Linked DNA regions of Mus musculus: regions 2 and 3 are each linked to region 1. Evidence: chromatin contacts called from public HiChIP or PLAC-seq and promoter capture Hi-C data. All regions are on one chromosome and are shown on one strand. Each heading gives the region's core, a stretch centred on a gene start, on an enhancer-like site or on the middle of the called end of the contact. The rest is flanking DNA. Distances are from core to core; before and after follow the strand shown.

Region 1 (4,097 bases), core at 707-3,206:
AAAGAAAGAAAGAAAGAAAGAAAGAAAGAAAGAAAGAAAGAAAAGAAAAGAAAGGAAGGAAGGGAAGAAAGAAAGAAAGAAAGAAAGAAAGAGAGAGAGAGAGAGAGAGAGAGAGAGAAAGAAAAAAAGAAAGGAAGGAAGGAAGGGAAGAAAGAAAGAAAGAAAGAAAGAAAGAAAGAAAGAAAGAAAGAAAGAAAGGAAGGAAGGAAGGAAGGAAGGAAGGAAGGAAGGAAGGAAGGAAGGAAGGAAGGAAGGAAGGAAGGAAGGAAGAGTGGTCAAATGGCCATTTTATAATGAGCTTCAACCACGTTAAAGTTAAATGCTGAAGACCTGTCTGGTTTGTCATGTTGCGGCCTCCAGGGCAGGCAGGCAAGCGTAGGGCTCAGCGCCGCCCATAAGAAGAACTAGTGAACTCGAGAAGGTTGCTAACACCCACCTATAGAATCGGAAGAGGCAATTGCTATTCCTTGTGGAGAATGGAAGGCAGAGCTCTCGATTAGGCTGATCAGGATGCAGGAGGCCATGTCCACTTGTGCCAGAGCCATCAAACCCCTTTGCCCTCCAAGGTCAGGTACGAGTGGCATCGTGGTCAGAGCCCAGGGAGGACTTACTGTGCACTAGATTCCTTGAAGGCGACGGCCCACGAACAGCTGCTTTCAGAAAGTTAAGATGGACTATCTTCAGGCCCGCATGCCAGCTGTCTGCCCCACACCCCTGAGGGCCAGCTTTCTAGGGACTGTACTGCCACCCACACAAATATGTAAATGTCTGTTAGGGGTTGGGTGAGAAAGAAAGGCCTCCAGCCTCACAGCCTTGAAGCCTGGCATGACTCTCAGAGAGCATGTCTGTCTTTGGACTTAGGCAGGGAGCTGCTATCTGGGTCATGACCTTTCAAACTGCTCTGTAAAGCTGGGCTTCGTCGGCTAGCGCTTCTGAAAGTGTTAGCTGAACACAGGCTACCAAGGCCAGCTTTGCCTTCAGTTTTGAGGACTCTGGGAGCTGTCAGGGATGGGGCCAACACCCCCAAGCCTAGAGCCAGCCTTTGGGCTGAGTGTGGTTAAGTTAGTGGTGGGTACCAGCAGTGGCCACCTGCCTTTTTCCAGAGAAAACAGGTTACATTTGGGTGTAAGATGTATGAGCCCAGGGCCACTAGAAGCTGCTGTGCCCATCATCCTGAGCAGCCCTCAGCGGTGGGGCTGCCACAGTAATGCCAAGTACTTACTGTATGTGGCACAGTACTTACTGTATGTGGCACAGTACTTACTGTACTGTGGCACAGTACTTACTGTACTGTGGCACAGTACTTACTGTATGTGGCACAGTACTTACTGTATGTGGCACAGTACTTACTGTATGTGGCACAGTACTTACTGTATGTGGCACAGTACTTACTGTATGTGGCACAGTACTTACTGTATGTGGCACAGTACTTACTGTATGTGGCTCTCACAAGCAAAACCACTTGTAGAGTTCCTGGGTAAAGGCTTTGTTCCGAAATGAAGGATGGTTTCTCAGACAGAGCTGGGGTGGAGGTGTGCCCCCGAGGGCTCTGCCTCCAGGAAGAGATCGGCCGGGATGGTTGGGTTCATGGTAGAGCGCTTGCAGAGTACCAGGTGGGTGTTCCAGCACCAGGCCTGGATGTAAAGAGCTGGTGATGTGACCTGTCCTGCCTGACTCGGGATCAGGTGGGGGCCAGTCCTCCCGGAGCTGCCCAGAAGAGCCGTTTGAGCCTCCATCTTTCAGTTCTCGGTACCTGAGAAGAGCCATCATCCGAGCAAGGTCAGACAGGTCTGGAGCTGTTTTTCTGTCATCCCAACCCATTGTCATCACAGTGATGTAAGCCTGACGCTAGCCTGCGTTGTGGTTAGGGGAGTTCCTTGGAGTGAGCGTGCTCAGATACCCCCTCCCACTACTTCCTGAAACCTCCCAGCTGGGCCTGCAGAGGGGTGCTCAGCCCTGCCTCAGGACGGGCCTGCCCTGTGCTGCCTCAGGACTGGCTTGGGTAAGTCAGTGGATCCTAGATCTGGGGAGTGGGTCTGGGGGGGCCATGCTCTCCATAGTGGTTCTGAAAGAAATGTGATTTTGATGGCATAACAGTGTGGCTTGGCCCCAAGTGTTTAGCCAAGGCTTGTCCCCAAGAAGGGACTCAGGGGCACCATGCCCACCTATGTAAGGGCACAGGGACAATAGCATATATCAGACTGCTCTTCCCCAACCTACCTGGATGCTTCTGGAAGATCTTTACCCCAACTGTAGATACAGACGCTAGTAGAAGGACTGGACTTCCTCTGACAGGGAGCTGAGGACCACAGAGGCATCCTGGTCAGTATGGTTGGTGGGACTAGGGGTTCCTCTTCCTAGGAGTTACCTAGGGTTAGAGGCAGGCTCTGAGGAGGGATGAACAGTGGGGCTCCACTGGGATAGGCTGTGTGGTCGTGAGGCTAGATCCTGGGGCTGGCCACTAACCGACTCTGAGGCAGGCATTTGGAGTGCCTGTCAGAGGAGATCTTGTAACTTCTACTAGATTTGTGAGGACAGACTCATGGACTGCTCAGCATGGCCACCGAGGACTGTGAGCAGCTGTTATGGTCTTACCAATGAGGGCACGTGGCACAATGTCTTAGGGGGCTAACCACGCAGAGGGGTGAGAACGGAGACACCCCGAGGGAAGGTGGGAAGGAAGAGTAGCTGGTGCAAGCACTCAGCTTAGAGATCAGTCAAACTGAAATGTGCGTTATTGAGAAGTGTGGTGTGGGGGATGGGCCCCCAGATATACAGGATGTATAGTTGACACTAGTAATTTAACGGTTCCTGCCAAATGGCGTTCTGAATTTGAGTCAGTGTTCTGAGTTTGAGGACAGAAATGAGGAGGAAGTTTTGTTGTTGTTGTTATTTTTTGCCTTTCACCTCTCTCTCCTCTCCTCTCTCTCTCCTCTGCCCTCTCTCTCCTCTCTCTCCTCTCTTCTCTCTCTCCTCTCTCTTCTCTCTCCTCTCTCTCCTCTCTCCTCTGCCCTCTCTCTCCTCTCTTTCCTCTCTCCTCTCTCTTTCTCCTCTCTCTCCTCTCTTCTCTCTCCTCTCTCTCTCCTCTCCTCTTTCTCTCTCTCTTTCTGTATGTATGTGTGCATGTGTGTGTGTTTCCATGTGTATGGGCACACATGTGTACACACACACACACACACACACACACACACACACACACACACACACACACACACACGTGAATGTGGAGTCCAGAGATTGATGTTCCAAACCATCCCCAGTTGCTCTTCCATCTTCTTCCTTGAGGCAGGGTCTTTCATTCAAGCCTAGAGTCTACAGATGTGGCTACTCTTGCTAGCTGGCTTGCTCTGGGGGGGATCTCATCTCTACCTTCTGAGGCTGGAATCCATAGGTGGACTGCTACAGGAACTAGGCATTTATGTGAGTTCTGGGGATCCAAATATAAGTCCTTATACTCGTGTGACAAGCACTTTTACCACTGAGCTGTCTCCCGCCAGGCCCCAGAGAAGCCCATAGGAGGATGGAAAAGTGAAAGATCAAAGCAACCCAAAAAAAACAGAAATTCCTGCAGTAGAGAAATATGGCACAGTGTGCTGGTGGCTCAATGGGCCAGTCCAGCCACCCTGGCTTACAGTTCACCTCTCCACAGGGCGGAAACAAAGTGTGTCTTCCCTTTGTGCTTTCCTGTCCGTTAGGAAAGCTCCACAGTCAAAAGACTGACAGGACCGTCAGCATCACAGGTGGCCTGTGCACAGCATCACAGGTGGCCTGTGCATGTTCTGGCTACCCCAAGTACCTCTCTTTCTGGAAGATGGGTCTCCTGAGGGGAGGGGCTGCATGGTGTGGGAGTGGGCCTAGGGAAGGCTGGAGGCAGGAGAGTGGAAGTGGGAAGGATGGTGGGAGCAGGTGGCCATGAAGAAGGTATGGTTTGAAGATGGCTGGATAAGGTCAACATGAGTCTGAGGACTGGTGGCAAGGGGAAGCAGGGGTGTGGCTGGGAGTTAGGGCAGGTAGAAGAGGACATCCAGGGCCGGTTCACCATGCAGCCTGGTGGCTACAAGTGACGTGCTAAGGTCATCATTCCAGATGTGTTGCCC
Region 2 (4,097 bases), core at 999-3,498, 300 kb after region 1:
AGTACACAGGAGGGAGGAGGCCCGTTCCCATATGCAGGCTACAAAATGATTCTGTGAGTTCATTTTTAAAAAGTAGCCTTTGGGGCTGGAGAGATGGCTCAGTGGTTAAGAGCACTGACTGCTATTCCCGAGGTCCTGAGTTCAATTCCCAGAAACCTCATGATGGCTCACAACCATCTGAAATGGAATCTGATGCTCTCTTATGATGTGTCTGAAGACAGCTACACTGTACTCATATAAATAAAATAAATCTTTTAAAAATAGCCTTTGGCCGGGCGTGGTGGCGCACGCCTTTAATCCCAGTACTTGGGAGGCAGAGGCAGGCGGATTTCTGAGTTTGAGGCCAGCCTGCTCTACAAAGTGAGTTCCAGGACAGCCAGGGTTACACAGAGAAACCCTGTCTCAAAAATCCAAAAAAAAAGCCTTTGAAGTTTAGAGTAAATTTAGATTACAGAGAAGTTTCAAAACAGTGTGGCTTACCTTTCAGGATCTGTACCAAGTGTCCCCAAATGCCACCTGTCACTGCTTAGGAACCTGTTGACCTACTGCCAACTACAGCTCATCCTTCATCCGTGAGGTGCCATGTGATATTTCATTGTCATGTCTCCTCAGAGTTTCTAGGTGGAGACAGTTCCTTATGGTTTTTGTGACTGGCAGCTTAGAAAAGTCCTGCACAGCTGGTGTGTGATGTCCCCTGCATGGCATGTCCACCAAGAGGGGAGGAGGGGAGTCACCACAGAGCTTGTACTGTGAGACTGTGGCTGTGAGGCTACAGTCAGTGTTGAGAGAGGCTTTTCTTCTTTGTGGGTTCCTCCTGGGTTCTTCTAACAATACCGTCTCTGATTCAGCTCAGCTCCTCCTGTCTTTTTTTTTTTTTTTGATTTTCGAGACAGGGTTTCTCTGTGTATTCCCGGCTGTCCCGGAACTCACTTTGTAGACCAGGCTAGCCTTGAACTCAGAAATCCGCCTGCCTCTGCTGAGATTAAAGGTGAGCGCCACCACGCCCGCAGCCCCCCCCCCCCCGCAGCTCCTCCTGCCTTAACCATCCCTATTTTTACTGATTAAGCAATCTCCTCTCCTCTCCTCTCCTCTCCTCTCCTCTCCTCTCCTCTCCTCTCCTCTCCTCTCCTCTCCTCTCCTCTCCTCTCCTCTCCTCTCCTCTCCTCTCCTCTCCTCTCCTCTCCTCTCCTCTCCTCTCCTCCCCTCCCCTCCCCTCCCCTCTTGCCCTAGTTGCTCTTCTTTTTGCTCCTACTGTCTTTTCTGACCCCACTCTTTTGCCGCCTGGATCCTACTCCGATTCCAGGCTCTGCTGCCTTTTTTATCCTCTCCAGTTCCCAGAAGTCCAAGAGGCAGCCAACAGGGTCAAGCAGTTCCAATGGCTTAAGCACTCCCAAAGAGCCAGTTGACTAGCTACTGGGGATCCTTTAAAGGGCCAAGCACACAGAATCATTCACGCTACAGTTGACCTTGATCAGGTGACTCCAGCATGTGGTCATCCTCTGCTGCTGACCTGTTCCGGGCTTTCACTCCCTACTGCGAGCCATGTTCCATTTCCAGAGTCTCCCTGAATGTTTGGAATTCTTCATTAGAGAGACTGATTTTCTCATCACTTGAGTGATGGCTTCTATAAGGTCTAATGCTGCAACACCAGGGGGCAGCATAATGAGGGAGCCTCCAGTCTAGAGCAGGGGTGCAGGTCTCAGTATACCATCACAGCAGCCTTCCATGCACTGCACTCTGTTTGCACTGATCCCAGATTGCACACTTCCACCTGCACACTTCCACCAATTACAGAAGTCCCTGTGCTGGGTCAGCTGAGGAAGTACTCTCCCTCTGGCCAGGGTGAAAATGACAGTCCTGTCAACAAGAGTTCAGCCAGCTTTGTGATGGCTGGCCCAGCAGTCCCCTGAAGCTGCCTTGTGCTTCAGTAGCAAGCAGCTGCTGTTTGCAGGGTGGCTCCCTCCAGGTATCTGTGGAGTACTCAAAGCAGGGGCTGCTGCCTGACAGATCGAGACATCCAGGGTGCGAGAGAAGGGCCTAACATCTGTTACCTGGGAGTGACATGGCCTTAGGCACTAAGATTGTAGCTGTATTTAACAGGAGAATAAATAATAAGTGGAAGCTTACAATGAAGGATTATCGTTATTAATAGTGACTTAAGAATATTCAGCACGCTCACCTCCTGGCCCAGGGCCTCAGGGAGAGGAAGGTGCTTTCAGCTTGTGTAACTTGTTCAGGGACAGAGTTCAACTCCTCCCCGGTTTCACTGTTGCTTTGGCTGGACTGGAGACCTGTTTTTCCCTTCTCAGAGGCGAAGCTGAAGACTGAGGCAGTAAGGGCACTGGCAGGGGGGCACAGGGGCCTGGAGGGACAGAAAGGATCTAAGGAGGACAGCTCGGGACTGAAGCGATGCACCTAGGCATCCTAGCTCCCTGTCTCCTAGCTCCACTGGTGCCCTGACCTTTAGCCTCCCTGCCCCACTGGAAGTTCCCCCTCAGTGGCACCCTGACCCTCAACCCCACAATTCCCTGCTTCTCAGCGCCCCTCCTCCACTGGCTTGCTGCCCCTCAGCCCCATTGGCTTCCTATCCCTCAGCCCCCACTGGTAACCTGTTTCCCAGCTCGCTGGCACCCTGCCCCTCAGCCCTACAAGCCTATCCTCCGTCCTCTCTCTGTGGGAATGCCTGGGCTCAAGTTCAAAGTGTAGAGGGGAAGGGTTTCCTTCCTCTGTAGACTGAAGTCCCCTCCCCAGGGAGACACCAGAACCATTGTCCCTTGTGGCTCCTGACCTGCTGTGAGACTCTGTATCTGCCCTGGGCCCTGCCTGCAGTTTCTTCAGTTTATCTGCTTGCTCACAGGGTATATACCGTTAATTGCTACTTTGTTTTTGGAAGCTTGCACGCCATTATTCCCACCAACAGTCCCCTCTACCCTTTGTTGTTTTAGGATGCTTTCTTCTGAGATAGCACCTCATTATACGACACCAGCCAGCCTGGAACTCACTCTCTAGACCAGGCTGACCTTGAACTCACAGAGATCCACCTGCCTCTGCCTCCAGAGTTCTGGGATTAAAGGGGTGCGCCACCACAGCTCGTTCACTTTAGGGTATGCTTGACCATTTTCATCCTAACGAACATGAGATGGAAACTAAGTTTGACGTTTTTTGTTTTGAGCAGAGGTCCAAACTAGTCTTGAAGCTAGTCAGATCTCTGTGTCAATCTCCAAAGGGCTGGAATTATAGGTGCATGCCACCACATGCAGCTGAGTTTTTCATTTCAATGGGAATTTGTATTTTTAGCATTTATTTATAATTATCTTTTGTGTAAGTGTGTGCTGGGTAGTTTTTAATGTCAGCTTGACATAAACTAGAGTTATCTGAGAGGAGGAAACTTTAACTGAGAAAATATCTCCGTAAGATCCAGCCGTAGAGCTTCCCCCCCCCCCCACCCCTTTGGGACTGATGTGGGCGGGCTCAGCCTATGGAGGGTGGTCCTTCCTTGGGCTGGTGGTTCTGGGTTCTATAAGAAAGCAGGCTGAGCAAGTCCTGCGAAGCGAGCCAGTAAGCAGCACAGCTTGAGGCCTCTGCACCAGCTCTGCCTCCAGGTTCCTGCCCTGCTTGAGTTCCTGTCCTGACGGACTTCAGTGATGGTGGATGATGTTTAAGTGTAAGGCTCATAAGCCCTTTCTTCCTGTTGGGCCCAGTGTGCTAAGCCCGTGACGAGATACCACGAACTTGGCAACACTTAAAAAAGAAAGCATTTAATTTGGGCTTGCTTACACTTTGAGTTTTAGTCCATTATCATTATGGCAGGGAGCATGGCAAAATGTAGTTAGACTTGGTGCTGGAGAAGTAGCTTAACCGGATCTGCCTGCAGCTGGAAGAGAGGGCCACTGGGACTCTTTCAAAACTCAGCGCCATGAGATGAAAGGATGGACCATCTAGAGACTGCCATACCCGGGGATCCATCCCATAATCAGCCTCCAAACGCTGACACCATTGCATACACTAGCAAGATTTTGCTGAAAGGACCCAGATATAGCTGCCTCTTGTGAGGCTATGCCGGGGCCTGGCAAACACAGAAGTGGATGCTCACAGTC
Region 3 (4,097 bases), core at 1,155-3,654, 270 kb before region 1:
GCGGGCAGCATGCCATGGGCGTAGGATCTCACGGCACAAGCGCCGGGCAATGCGTGTCAACTTGGTAGTATGCAGGTAGAAGGCCTGCCTTGTCTTCATGGCAAACTTGGGGCTCCCACTGCTCCGAGCTGGGATGCCATGGGGACTCTGTGGAATGGGGCACGGTGCCCCAATATAGCACTGTGACTGGAAGCCAAGGACCCGAGGCTGACATGCAGCAGGTGGCAGATCAGTATGGTGTGTCCCACTTACCATGTTATTGCGGTTTGGTCCCGGCCTCTCTCCATCTAACCGGGTTGGCATTTTCAAGCCACCATATTTCTTCCAATATGTCCAACAAGATGCGCAGAGGCGACACTGCATGTTAGGGGGACCCCAAGAATACCACTGGTAAGACTGTGTGGCTACGGACAACAAAGTTGGAAATAGACGGATTCTTAAGCAGGACCAACGGTGCAGAGAGCATCCCACAGTGTCCCCACCGCCACCACAGCCACCCCAACTCCTGGCTCAGGACCAAAGGAGGCCAACCTCATACTCCTGAGGAACTCTTCCAAACTACCCCATCCCACCCCCCGCCGCCACCACCACCACCACTGCAGCCCCACTATGGTGAGTCATTCCAGGTTTGGGCGCAGGAGCCTTCAGGGGCCACACAGTAGCATCCATTCCCGTGGCCCCTGCTGCCCAGGGTGGGTGCCAGCCGGGACAGCACTTACTGTAACAGCTCTCGCAGGCCCGACCGGCCCCGGGGCTCTGGCCTGGTGTCCCTGTGCCATTCACTACAGTGGCCTTGACACTGCTGGCGCTGATCTGGTTTGGGTTGGGCTTGTTACTGATGGAGGAGAGGGATCAGTCACAGGTGCCCTGGGGTGTCTGGATCCCCACAGACATCCCTGTTCCTCTGTCCACTGTGTTTCAGCTGCCATAGCCCAAAATGCTTAGCACTAAACCCAGATTAACTCCTGAGCCAAAAAAGCTTAAATCCTGATCCCTCCTCCCCAGTGGAGCAAGCTCATGAGAAGGGTGGCAGAGGTTCTTCAGCTCAACTCTGGAGGCTGCCAAACCTGGAGTCCTACACCCACCGCCCACCCTGACCCGCCCCAGGAACATGAAATAGGACTTACTAGTTGGGAATATAAACCTGCTTTAACTTGCTCTCAGCTTCAGCTGCTTTCAAGCGTTTCTTTAAACAAAACAGAGGGTGAGGGAGGTCACCAGGCTGGCCAGGGAAGCTGGGAGGCCACAGGGAGGGGTCACCATTTGTTTCTCCATCACTGGCATCCTTAGGGAAAACTTGCATGGCCCTCCCTGGCCAACCTAGGCCCAGGAAGTGGGGGTACCAGGCTGGCTAAGGGTGAGGAATGTCCCTTCCTCCCAGTCTGTGAGTCCTCTAGTGACCCCAGCTCCTTCCTCTTTGCTCTAGGGCTTAAGGGGAGGCCGCTGGGAAAGTATGAACAAATGTAATGTGGCTATGTGGGGATTGGAGAGGACGGATAGCGTGGTGCGAGAGTGGATGGTCTACCTGCTGGACGTATCTGTCGGTGGTCTTCCACATGTAGTAATACTCAATGATGCTGGTGAGCGACTTCCATGGGAGCTGCGGGGACAAGGCAACACGATGGGTGGCAGAACAGGGCTGCTGCCCACACAGGCGAAGGAGAAGAGTGGCAGAGGCAGTGCTGGGTATCACATCAGGTCTCCCACTAACGGCACCCCGCCCCCAGTGTTCATTAAACACAGCAAGACCATAGCAGGTATCTGGTTGACCTTGCTCTTCCCTGAAAATCCAAGCTAAAACAATTACCATTATGCCTGGAAGGAGATGACCATAACTTGGTTCTGTTCTTACCAAGAATCAGAGATGTATGGACAAGATCGGCTCAAGTCCCTCAACCAGGACTTCTCAGCTTCCAGAACCAGAGAGGGGTGAATTTGTTGGAATCACCCATTCTCAGGGGCTTGAATGAGAGGCCTCCCCACGGCCCACATTCTTAACTCCTTGGCTGGAACGCCAAACCTCCCGCTTCTCTGGGTTACTGAGCTCCAGGGCGACTTTTCCATGTTCTTTGTCCTTCCCGTTATGTGTTTCTTTCCAGTGTCAAGCACCTAAGGTTTCTCTCTTTCAGCACACAGCTACAAGCCCCTAACCCTGTGCCTCCTTCCAGTGCTCCCTGGGCCACCAGCTACATCACTCAAGTTTCGTCTTCTCCCCTGAGTTACTGTTTGGTCGGTCTGTTGGCAGTGGCAGGGATCAGAACCAGGGTGTCCTACATACAAGGGATGCGTTCTCCCACTGAGCTACACACCAAGGCTGGCAACTTCAGTCTTTAAAGGCTGTGTGCTGGTTAAATGTCACCTGCAAACATTGTCTCTTTAGATCTTTGAGCTTTATCTACGAACAATTTCCTGTGAGCAGACTCATGAAGTGTTGAGTGGCATGAGCTATGCAAAGGTGAGTCTGCCTGTGTTCGGTAGAGCCCTGTTTCTGTGCCTGGTTCACTCGATCCTCTCGCCCAGTCAGCCTTGCTCTCCGGCAAGCTTCTCTCCAGAGTCCGACAGACTCAGTTTACCTGTTGAACCATGTCTAGAAGCACAGAGACTCTCCAGAGCTGCCAGCTCAGTTCTCATCACTGTCTTCCTAGTGCTACTTTCATCTAAGAGGCTCTGCTCACGTCATTTGGTTGGTATTTTTTTAATCCAGTTGCACCCCAGGTCGTTGAGCTGTGGGTACTGTGGCCCTGGGAGTGACCAGCACCCGAGCCCCCGCCAGGTCCACCCCTTCAGGCCTCCAGCCTACATCAGCACTCTGCATGCTCCCAGCTCTGCCACCCTGGTTCCGGTTTGCTAATGAGCTGACTTGTTTGTTTGTAGCAGTTTCCCAGGCTGGATCCTCCTGCCTCAGCCTTCTCAGTGCTAGGATTACAGGCACGTTTCACCATGCTCAGTCAGTCTTGCTATTTTCATAGCGCTCCAATGTCCATTGGAGTCCACTTAGTGTCCATACAGTCCGCTTACTACACCCTGGATCCTAGAAACGCCACCTCCTCAAGGCTGTATGAAGGTGGCCCAGCTACCTCACCTCATACAGATAACAGATATGCACTCCAGAGTGCCTGTAGGCTTTTAGTCAAGTTTAACACTATTCAGTCTTTTGGGAAGTTTTTTTGGGGTGTGGGGTATGGGTGGGGGGACCTCTGAGAACTCAGCTCTCCCACATTAAAGACCCTGAAGACTTGCTAGAACTGCACACAGGAGTGAGGTTCAGCTTAAGAACAACAACAACAACAACAAAACCAAAAACAAGTTTGGGCAACTGTTAAGTCTTGAGGATGCTTCCAAGAGAACCTCCTCCACAGCAGTATCCTAGCTCCAGTGAGCTGCTGTGCCTGCCCAATGTTCACTGCTAGCCACACCATCCCTGGACTGAGAGGGCAGAGGCCTGGCCATTGAGAGATGGGGCCTGATAGCCACTCCCCCAACCTGCTTAAGCACTTACAAAATCTTGTTGAATGTCGGTGAAATCTTTCCCATATTTTTCCAGAGCTTCCTCAAAAAGGTTGGCTTCTGATGCGGACCACTCCTCCATCTCATCGCGGCAGAGCACTGGCCCACCCTGGGGCACGAGGGCCGAGATGGCCTTGGAGATGTCGTAGATGTTCTTGTGCAGCGTGTCCATAGCATGGAACTGCAAGACAGCAGGGTTCCCCTGGGACCAGGCTGTCCCCAGGCTCTAAGGAGTGTCTTCCTGCATCCAAGATGTGACCCCCCACCCCCACCCCTTCAGGTCTCAAGGTGACAATCTAGTAGCTGCCAAGCCCCTCCCGGGGGGAGTTGGGGGCGGGGGAGAAGCCCTCCCTAACTCCCTTAGCATGTTAGATAAATCTAAGGTACACCAGGAAAGGCTGGAGTCCTGAGTCCTTAGTTACCTTGCTAGGACCCCTGTGTCTAGGTCGGTGCTGGACCCCAGAAGAAAACAGGAGAGGTGGCAAGTGGCCCACTCACCAGGGTGATGTCTCGGGAGGCCGCTGCGGCACTCATGTGCAGGCTAGGCTGCCGCACGGAGCTGCTGCAATCCAGGGCCCGTGCAAAGGTAC

What was found. Promoter capture Hi-C pulls out the DNA fragments that hold promoters and counts their contacts. HiChIP or PLAC-seq counts read pairs in DNA pulled down with a chosen protein or histone mark.
Region 2: a promoter capture Hi-C map of pre-B cells shows a contact between it and region 1, with 3 times the contacts expected there. The contact joins the enhancer-like site here to the promoter of Gpr132 in region 1. A contact is called at or near these places in 3 of 39 promoter capture datasets (embryonic stem cells, pre-B cells and stem cell-derived epiblast-like cells), 3 of 484 Hi-C or Micro-C datasets (B cells, the G1E-ER4 cell line and embryonic stem cells) and 1 of 115 datasets of contacts at active chromatin or transcription factors (embryonic stem cells).
Region 3: a contact with region 1 is called in an H3K27ac HiChIP or PLAC-seq map of regulatory T cell precursor, with 3 times the contacts expected there. The contact joins the enhancer-like site here to the promoter of Gpr132 in region 1. A contact is called at or near these places in 2 of 39 promoter capture datasets (hippocampal neurons and stem cell-derived epiblast-like cells) and 3 of 115 datasets of contacts at active chromatin or transcription factors (large pre-B cells, memory CD8 T cells and regulatory T cell precursor).

The regions. Positions count from the first base shown.
Region 1 is chr12:112,858,775-112,862,871 of GRCm38.p6, reverse strand. It overlaps Gpr132 (G protein-coupled receptor 132), which reads left to right and starts at 1,956. Exons shown (of 3, transcript NM_019925.4): 1 at 1,956-2,002. It overlaps Gm30461 (a long non-coding RNA gene), which reads right to left and starts at 2,728. Exons shown (of 3, transcript XR_381993.3): 1 at 2,221-2,728; 2 at 437-1,753.
Region 2 is chr12:112,557,967-112,562,063 of GRCm38.p6, reverse strand. No RefSeq gene overlaps it. Among named protein-coding and RNA genes, the nearest start is that of Gm40584, 24 kb to the right of the region's middle. Within about 2 kb of position 2,248, at least 31 of the 459 cell types and tissues checked have an H3K27ac peak or open chromatin away from gene starts, as enhancers often do. A contact at or near this core is called in the G1E-ER4 cell line and pre-B cells, where this site is marked.
Region 3 is chr12:113,127,623-113,131,719 of GRCm38.p6, reverse strand. Mta1 (metastasis associated 1) reads right to left here. Exons shown (of 21, transcript NM_001364622.1): 8 at 4,006-4,097; 9 at 3,500-3,688; 10 at 1,526-1,600; 11 at 1,128-1,186; 12 at 720-835; 13 at 253-404; 14 at 1-147. Among named protein-coding and RNA genes, the nearest start is that of F930026P19Rik, 10 kb to the left of the region's middle. Within about 2 kb of position 2,404, at least 6 of the 459 cell types and tissues checked have an H3K27ac peak or open chromatin away from gene starts, as enhancers often do. A contact at or near this core is called in regulatory T cell precursor, where this site is marked.